Linked DNA regions of Mus musculus: region 1 is linked to region 2. The links are chromatin contacts, called in public promoter capture Hi-C maps. All regions are on one chromosome and are shown on one strand. Each heading gives the region's core, a stretch centred on a gene start, on an enhancer-like site or on the middle of the called end of the contact. The rest is flanking DNA. Distances are from core to core; before and after follow the strand shown.

The links. Capture Hi-C pulls out chosen DNA fragments and counts their contacts.
Region 1: a promoter capture Hi-C map of adipose tissue shows a contact between it and region 2. The contact joins the promoter of Ece2 here to the promoter of Cyp2ab1 in region 2. A contact is called at or near these places in 14 of 39 promoter capture datasets (the 3T3-L1 cell line, 3T3-L1-derived adipocytes, the HPC-7 cell line and 9 more), 7 of 484 Hi-C or Micro-C datasets (CD8 T cells, the G1E-ER4 cell line, the HPC-7 cell line and 2 more), 3 of 115 datasets of contacts at active chromatin or transcription factors (bone marrow-derived dendritic cells, embryonic stem cells and pancreatic cancer cells) and 2 of 9 other capture datasets (adipose tissue and liver).

Annotation. Positions count from the first base shown.
Region 1 is chr16:20,627,983-20,632,169 of GRCm38.p6, reverse strand. It overlaps Ece2 (endothelin converting enzyme 2), which reads right to left and starts at 2,319. Exons shown (of 19, transcript NM_139293.2): 1 at 2,123-2,319; 2 at 1,732-1,818; 3 at 1,260-1,389; 4 at 858-1,073. The coding sequence starts at 2,161. Eef1akmt4-ece2 (Eef1akmt4-Ece2 readthrough) reads right to left here. Exons shown (of 20, transcript NM_177941.1): 3 at 1,732-1,818; 4 at 1,260-1,389; 5 at 858-1,073.
Region 2 is chr16:20,323,504-20,327,851 of GRCm38.p6, reverse strand. It overlaps Cyp2ab1 (cytochrome P450, family 2, subfamily ab, polypeptide 1), which reads left to right and starts at 2,448. Exons shown (of 9, transcript NM_183158.3): 1 at 2,448-2,521.

The DNA of each region.
Region 1 (4,187 bases), core at 1,070-3,569, 300 kb before region 2:
TTCTGGTGTATCTGAAGTTAGCTACAGTGAACTTATGTATAATAATAAATAAATCTTTAAAAAAAAATAAGTTGGCCATGCTTGCTTTGACTTTCCAACCTCCTGCCTCAGTCTCCTGCATAGTTGGAATTATCAACATACATTAACAAACCAGGCGAGCCGGGTGATGGTAGCACATGCCTTTAATCCCAGCACTTGGGAGGCAGAGGCAGGCTGATTTCTGAGTTTGAGGCCAGCCTGGTCTACAAAGTGAGTTCCAGGACAGCCAGGGCTATATAAAGAAACCCTGTCTCGAAAAACAAAAACAAAAATAAAAACAAAAACAAAACCAAAACCAAAAAAAACCCCCAGGTTCTTCTCCCAACCCCTTTCAGAAGAAGTCTCACTGTATAGCCTGGGGTTGGCCTGGAACTTACTATTTAAACCAGGCTAGCCTCAAACTCATAGAGATTGACCTATTTCTGCCTCCTGGCTGAGTTTGGGGATTTTGAAACAGGGCCTCACTGTGTAGCCTGGTCATAAAACTCACTCTATAGACTAGGCTGGCTTAGAATTCATAGCGATCCATCTGTCTCTACCTCCTGTGCTGGGGTTAAAGGTGCACACCACTCAGGGAGACGGAAAGAGCAAATTGTGGCTTTCCCTCCTGTCTGTGGATACCCTCAAAGGAGCCCCTGTTATTCTGCCCCATCTAGCCCACCTCCAGTTACTAAGCTTTCCTGCTCTCTGCATACCCTCCCTCAAGAGCTTCACAGAATGACCCACCTAATTCTGAACTTGTGAATATTTATTGAGTACCTACTAAGTGCTGGACCATGTGTCAGACAGGAAGCTTTCGATTGACAGTCTTCACTCACCAAGTAGGTGCTTCAGTATGGCCTGGTTCTGGTCCCAGAGGCTGTTGAAGGTGTTCCAGCGAGAACGTCCATTGGGTAGAGGGTTTCTTCGAATCCAGCCTCCACAGGAGAACTGGTAAAAGTCCTGACAGGGGCTCACCCCACGGTCTAGAGACTCCAGGATTTTTCCAGCTACTCGAATGCAGGCTTCTGTGACGCAGGTGCTATGGGCTGGGTCTGTGGCAAGAGACATGGCAGAAGGCAGGAGACTATCAATCGGGGTGGAAGAAGCAAAACCTTTTGAGAAGCCGATGACAGCAGGAAGTTGGAAAGGCTAGCCCCAAAAAGAAAAATATTGAGAGGACTTTCAGGTTTTGGCCCCCCTTAGCTGTGAGGGCTGCCAACAGGTGTGAACCCACCTACCTCTGTGGACCCACAGAGCCACGAGGCAGCCCAAAAGAAGGGCAGCCAACACTAGAATGAGGCCTGCCAAGACCAGCTCCAACTGTGTGTGTGAACCAAACAGTTGTCTTGTCCTCTTCTGGAATCCCACCTGGGGAACACAGGACAGGCGCAATTGAGTTGCATCGCAAGGACCCAATATCGCAGAAGTCCTCCCAGAAAATAAAGATATGAAGAAGGTACAGCCAGTTTCCAGAGTGATGGAGCAAATAGCGAGTGGGGGTTAACTTCGGGCCCAAAAGCAAAGAGGCAGGTGGAGCCTGTTTTGTGCAACGTCATGGCTTTGAAATGCCTCACTACAGTCCTGGCGCAGAGGCCAGAGATGGAGTGGAAACCAGGACAAGCGACCCACTAGAACAGCCACATGGTTACTGCAGGCAGGCATCATGCCAAAGGTGAGGCCTGATGAGAAAAGGGGAACCCCTTTGCCCACCTCCAGTGAGTCCCGGGTGGCCCTGCCTTCAACTGTAATCTCTGGTGATTCTTCATCCCGAAGCTTAGCACGTTTGTACTCCACCATCTGCAAACAGTTCGGAGCACCAACTGAGGTTGGGCAGCTAGGCCTTCTGCCCAAGGCCCTGCTCGGGTGTCCCTCGCTGGACCGGCTTCCTCCTTTCATGCACAGAGGGACCTTCCCCGGGTGTCAGACTCTCAGACTAGGGTCCCCTCTGACACCATCCCTCTCCAACCCGCAGAAGAAGCGCCATCACCGAGGCAAGCCGGGGTCCCAGCCAGACGCTGCCAGTTCACTCACACCCGCCCCTCCACACTTTGTGCCCTCTCCACCCGGGTCCTCTCCCCTGGAGTCCAGGGCCATCACTCACACTGCCTCCGCCACCCAACTCGTGCAGCGCGACGTTCATGGTGGAGTGGAGCAAGGCCGGGCCGCGCCTTAGGGCTGGGCGAGGTTGACCCGCCCAGGAACTACGGCCCAGGCCACCCGCTGAACCCCGCCGCTGCCCTCCATCACAGTCACTGCTGCAGCCCCTGGCTTGGCCGCGGCGGCCCGGCTTTCTCAGGTCTCCCCGACCCAGCGGCGCGCCCGGGGGTGGGAGCGAGGGGGAGGGGCGGAGCGCGCGCGGCTCCCCGCCAGCATCCGCGCCCAGACCACGTTCCGCGCAACCGCTGCTCTCCATCAAGCCTGAGAGCCCCTCAGGCAAGCCACCCATAATTTGCTTCCATTTGGTTGAGGCCCAATCATTGCTAATTTTTTTTTTTAACCCGGACTTTCCAAATTTCAGGCCTTCAATACTTTTAAACACCATAGAGGAGTTATGTCCCAGAGAGGAACCCCTTTACCTAGCAGAATGTCTGCAGGGTCTTTTTTTTTTTTTTTTTTTTTTACAGCAGGAAACCACAGGCAGTTCACCTCTATACAGGTGTCCATAGGATATCTACAACAGCACAAGGCTCCAAGCACAAAGAAACTCTAAAGCAACTATTCTGAATTTTCACAATGTATATACAGAAAAGCCCACTGTCATTGGGGATACACACAAGCACATACCAAGTGTTACGGCAGCATGCACTATACACACAGCTCACACTAATGCCGCTCTTACACATTGCTTCAAGATGGCACTTTCACTCTCCAAGATAATTGCCGTCATCGGATCATCTCATAAAGGGAGGGTTACAGATGGTGACAAATTGGCAGGGAAAAAAACAGCCATGCACAGATATTTAAAGAAAAGACATGCTAACACTTCCAACTCAGGAAGGCAAGCGATTTTATTTGGGAGGTTTACAAGAGGGAAAAAAAAAATCACCAAGCAATATTTAACTGAAACGCAACAGTGTGGTATCCATGCATCACCATCTGCCTTCCATATTGTCATTCCTTAAACAGGCAGGCGAGTGTTACAGTCTGTTGCGCCAAGGAGTGCCTCATGTTTTTTACAGTGCTGCGGAGGGAACGGGGACACCAAAGCATTGCCTCCTCTTCCTCTCCCTAACCAGGAGAATACCAAACCGTGATCTGAGGCAGCCTTAAGTAGTGAGTGGCAATGGATACTCATTTATTGATTCACACCTAAGTTCTCAGACATCTTATTGCAAGTGGTGCTAGCGTGGGCTATTCTTGAGACTGAGAAACGATGCAAGATGAATGGATTTGGCTGAGAAGTGCTAGACTGCTTTCTTAGGAACTGTTCCATCCCCAAATTGCATGTTCTCAAACAAGACAGAGCACAGTGTCACTGTTAGGATGAACAATTCTGGGTTTAGACTCAGTTTCCCCATCTGTAAAATGGAAATAAGAGTAGTATTTAGGCAGTGGTGGCACACTCCTTTAATTCTAGCACTGGGGAGGCAGAGGCAGTTGGATCTCTGAGTTCAAGGCCAGCCTGGCCTACAAAGTGAGTTTCAGAGGACCCAAGGGTACACAGAGAAACCCTGTCTCAAAACAAACAACAGCAAAAAAAAAAAAAAAAGGTATCTAGCTCAACTTGTGTTTCCGTAATTAAAAAGAACAGTAACTGCACATAAAGAGTGTATTGTGAGTCAATCTGGTTTTCTCCAGATACTGGGTATTAAACCAAGGGCCGTGCACCCGCTAATAGGTATTCTACCTCCAGATTATTTGGGACCTTAAAAAACTCATTTTGGAGGGGAACGCCAGGGCCAAAAAGGGGGAGTGGGTGGGTAGGGGAGTGGGGGTGGGTGGGTATGGGGGACTTTTGGTATAGCATTGGAAATGTAAATGAGCTAAATACCTAATAAAAAATGGAAAAAAAAAAACTTATTTTGGGCCTGCATCGATGGCTCAATGGTTAAGAACACTGGCCGCTATTCCAGAGGACCTAAGTTCAATTCCCAGCAGCCACGTAAAGGCTCACAACCTTCAGTAATCCAAATTCTAGGGGCTCCAACACCTTCTACTGGGCTCTG
Region 2 (4,348 bases), core at 1,199-3,698:
AAAATTGACCACATATTCAGGCACAAAGCAAGTCTCAATGGATACAAGAAAATTCAAATAACATCATGCATTTTATCTGAATACCACAATTAAAGCTGAATATCAACAACAGAAAGCAAACACACTCATGGAAACTGAACAGTGTACTACTGAGTGAAAAATTGGTCAAGACAGAAATTAAGAAATTTTAAAAGTTTAAGAATTGGATTACCAGGCGTGGTGGCACACGCCTTTAATCCCAGCACTCTGGAGTTAGAGGCAGGTGGATTTCTGAGTTCGAGGCCAGCCTGGTCTACAGAGTGAGTTCCAGGACAGCCAGGGCTACACAGAGAAACCCTGCCTCGAAAAAACAAACAAACAAAAGAATTGGATGAAAATTAAAATACAACATAACCGCCGGGCACTGGTGGCACACACCTTTAATCCCAGCACTCAGGAGGCAGAGGCAGGTGGATTTCTGAGTTTGAGGCCAGCCTGGTCTACAGAGTGAGTTCCAGGACAGCCAGGGCTATACAGAGAAACTCTGTCTCAAAAAACAGAACAAAACAAAACAAAAAACACAACATAACCAAACCTATGGGACTCAATGTAAGCACTAAGTGCTGAGAGAGAGAGAGAGAGATTATATCAGCAACTCAATAGGACACCTGAAGGCTTTAGAACACAAATCACACCCAAAGGAAGTAATCAAGCTTGGCTGAAGAAAAAACAAAAATAATACAAAGAATCAATGAAAGGAAGAATTGGTCCCTTGAGAAAGTAAGATTGATACACCTTTACCCAAATTTACTAAACGATGGAGAGAGAAGATCCAAATTAATACAATTAGAAATAAAAACAGGGACATAACAGACAATGAAGGAATCCATATAACCATAAAGGCATACTTTAAAAATATGTATTCCATCAAATTGGAAAACCTGAAAGAAATGGATAAAATTTTTGATGTATACCACCTACCAATGTTATACCAATATTAAATCACTATTACATAAGCAATTTGAACAGACTGATAACTCCTAGTGAAACAGAAGCAGTACTTAAAAGTCCCTCCACCAAAAACCACCCAGGTGCAGATAGACTTAGCACAGAATTCTACCAGACATTCAAAGAATAATTAAGGGCAACAGTCTTCAAAGTATTCTACAAAATAGAAGCAGGAGCTTTGGCTAATTCATTTTATGAGACCACAGTTATCCTGATACTGCACAAAGACCCAACAAAGAAAAAAAAAAATACAGGCCAAATTCCTTTGTGAACATAGATGCAAATCTTCTCAATAAAATACTTGCAAACTGAATATAAGAACACATGCAAAAAAAAAATCCACCATGATCAAATAGGCTTCATTCTAGAGAATGGTTCTACATAAACTGTAAAATGTAATCCACCACATAAACAGACTGAAAGACATGAACCACAGGTGCATCTCATTAGATGAAGAGAAGGCCTGGAGAGACTGGGGCTACAAGGGATACACCTCAACATGATAAAGGCACTTTACAGCAAGCCCACAGGCAATATTAACCCCAGCAAAGAGAAACTCAAAGCAATTACACTAAAACCAGGAACAACACAAGGATGGCCACTCTCTCCATCCCCGGTCAATATAATGCTTGAAGTCTTAGCTAGAGCAGTAAGACAACTGAAGGAGATCAAAGGGATACAGACAGGAAGGGAAGAAGCCAATGTATCTTTTATGTTTATACATAAATGACACTAAAATCTATACCAATAAACTTTGACTGCTCATAACCACTTTCAGCAAAGTAGCAGGATACAAAATTAACACCAAAAATCAGTAGTTTTCCTATATACAAATGACAAATCAGGGAAATACCACCTTCCACAATAACCTCATTGTGTGTGTGTGTGTGTGTGTGTGTGTGTGTGTGTGTGTGTGTGTGTGTGTGTGTTGGGGTAACTCTAGTCAAACAAGAACAACATTAGGGAAGGTCACCCCAACACAAGCAAATGACTTGCATTATAAAATTTTTAAGACATTGAAGAAGATACCAGAAAATGGAAAGATCTCCCATGCTCATGGATCAGATCAGAAAAAAAATGGCATCCTACCAACAGCAATTCAGTGCAATTCCCATCAAAAGTCCAACACAATCCTTTACAGAAATTGAAAGGACAATTTTCACCTCAGTGCTCAGAGAACTCTATGGAAGAGGTGGCAGAACGATTGTAAGAGCCAATAAGGATAAAGGACACCAAAGAAACGATGTCTTCTAGATATAATAGGACAGATGGACTTACAGAGCCTAGCAGCATGCACAGGGCGTGTCCTGAAACCCAGGCAGAGTTCCAGTCCTGAAAAGGGAAGTGAGCATAAACCCAGAGGCCAATTGTCACTTGTTTACAAAGGAATAATGAATTTTCTCGAACAGTATATCAAGGGTTATACAAACCACACCTAAAGGCAGGCACCATGCCCAGCAGTAGATGACCAAAACAAAACAAAGTCAGTGGTATTTTTGGAGAGTTTTTGTCTGGATAGTACTAGAGAACAAAGGTACGAAATGCTTTGTCTGGAGCTACCTACCTTCCTTTCTTCTTCCCTCCCTCCCTCTCCCTCCCTCCCTCTTCCTCCCTCTTTCTCTTCCTTTCTTACTTTTTAACCTTAGAGATCTTATATTATGTTTTCTGATTTTGTGTTTTTATGGGATTTGTGTGTGTGTGTGTGTGTCTGTATGTGTTTCTTGTTATTTTTCTTTGGCTATTTTCCCCCATTTGCCTATTTTGTCCTGTTCTAGGTTTGCTGTTGTTTTTTATTTGTTGAGGAAGAAAGGATGTGGAGTTGGGTGGCTGTGGAGATGGGGAGGATCTGGGAGGAGCTGAAGAAGGGGGACTCCATGATCAGAATACACTGTATGAAAAAACATGTTTTTTAATAAAAATTAAAAGTATAAAAATTATATATATATTACAGTTTTGAAAATTTGAGGACTTGCCTCTATGGCTTAAAATTTAAAAATTCAATGTTTCAGTAAGTTGCAGGGGTGCCTCCCTCTAGAACCAGCACTTGGGAGTCTGAGGCAAGAGCATCGCAAGCTCCATGCCAGAGTGAGCTACATAGAGCCTGTCTCAAGGGAGGGAAATCAAAACTGTCACCTCTCTGTCTCTTTCTCTCTGTCTCTCTCTGTCTCCTCGCCCCCGCTTCGTGTTACGCGGTGCAGGTGTAGCTCTTCTCTGCTGTTACAGAAGAGCTGCTGGGCAGCACTGTCAAACCAAAACCACTGCCTCTATGCACTGTGTTCATTTTCCAGAGAGGGACGCAACAGCAGAGGGGACATCTACACCAATCTCCCTGCTGCCCTTGCTGCTACAGTTTACACCAACTTTCTTCTGATTTGTTCTCTCATCTCTCAGTTCCCCTCCTACATTGCTTCTTTTGCTTCATGCCACAAAAGAAAGTACTCTCCTGGCTACTAAATATGTCCTTTTTCTCTCCCTTTTCTCTCCGGGAACTGGACAAGGGCCCTTAGATGTGACTGGCTTCTCTTAGCACTGTTCCTCACTAGCTGCCAAGGGACCCCACTAGGCATGTCTCACATACCAGGCACCTCAACAGCAGTCTTTGGTTTATAGTGCCACTGCCCTCATCTTCATGGCTAGCCGCCCTAGCTCACCTCCAACTCTCCTGTCCCTTGTTTCAGAAGGAAGGGTGTGGGTGGTGTGTGTATGTGTTACTAACTCGTGCGTGCCAGTTGCATCACTGAGCTAACCCACAGCACCCCTCTCCAGATTCAGTCACTTGCACTCCTTCCCTCACCCCGCCCTGAAAAGGAAGGCCCCTCCTTTCCTTTTCCATTACTGTTACAGTCTCAGTGTCCTGAACCGTCAGATAAACTGGAAAAAAAAAGTGAGAAAATAAGAAAGTAGCTACTGACCAGTCAGTATGCCCAGTTGGATTTTGTTGGTTAATGAAGTGGTTTTTCCTCCTCCTCCTCCTCCTCCTCCTCCTCCTCTTCCTCCTCCTCCTCCTCTTCCTCCTCCTCCTCCTCCTCCTCCTCCTCTTCCTCCTCCTCCTCCTCCTCCTCCTCCTCCTCCTCCTCCTCCTCCTCCTTTGCTTGTTTGTTTTCCTGTTTTTGAGGCAGGGCTCCTCTGTGTAGTCTTGGCTGGCCAGGAGTCTGCTAGGTAGACCAGGCTGACGTTGAACTCATAGAGACTGGCCCAGTATCATCCAGATAGACCTATGGACACATATTACTTAGGGTGAATATACTAATTTTGTTTAGAACAGTTGGTTTCAAGGTTTGGGGATGGGTTCTGGCCCATCTTAGTGGCCTTGACAGGATCAAGCAGGCATGCCCTGGAGCAATTCTGATGGTGCTGAGAA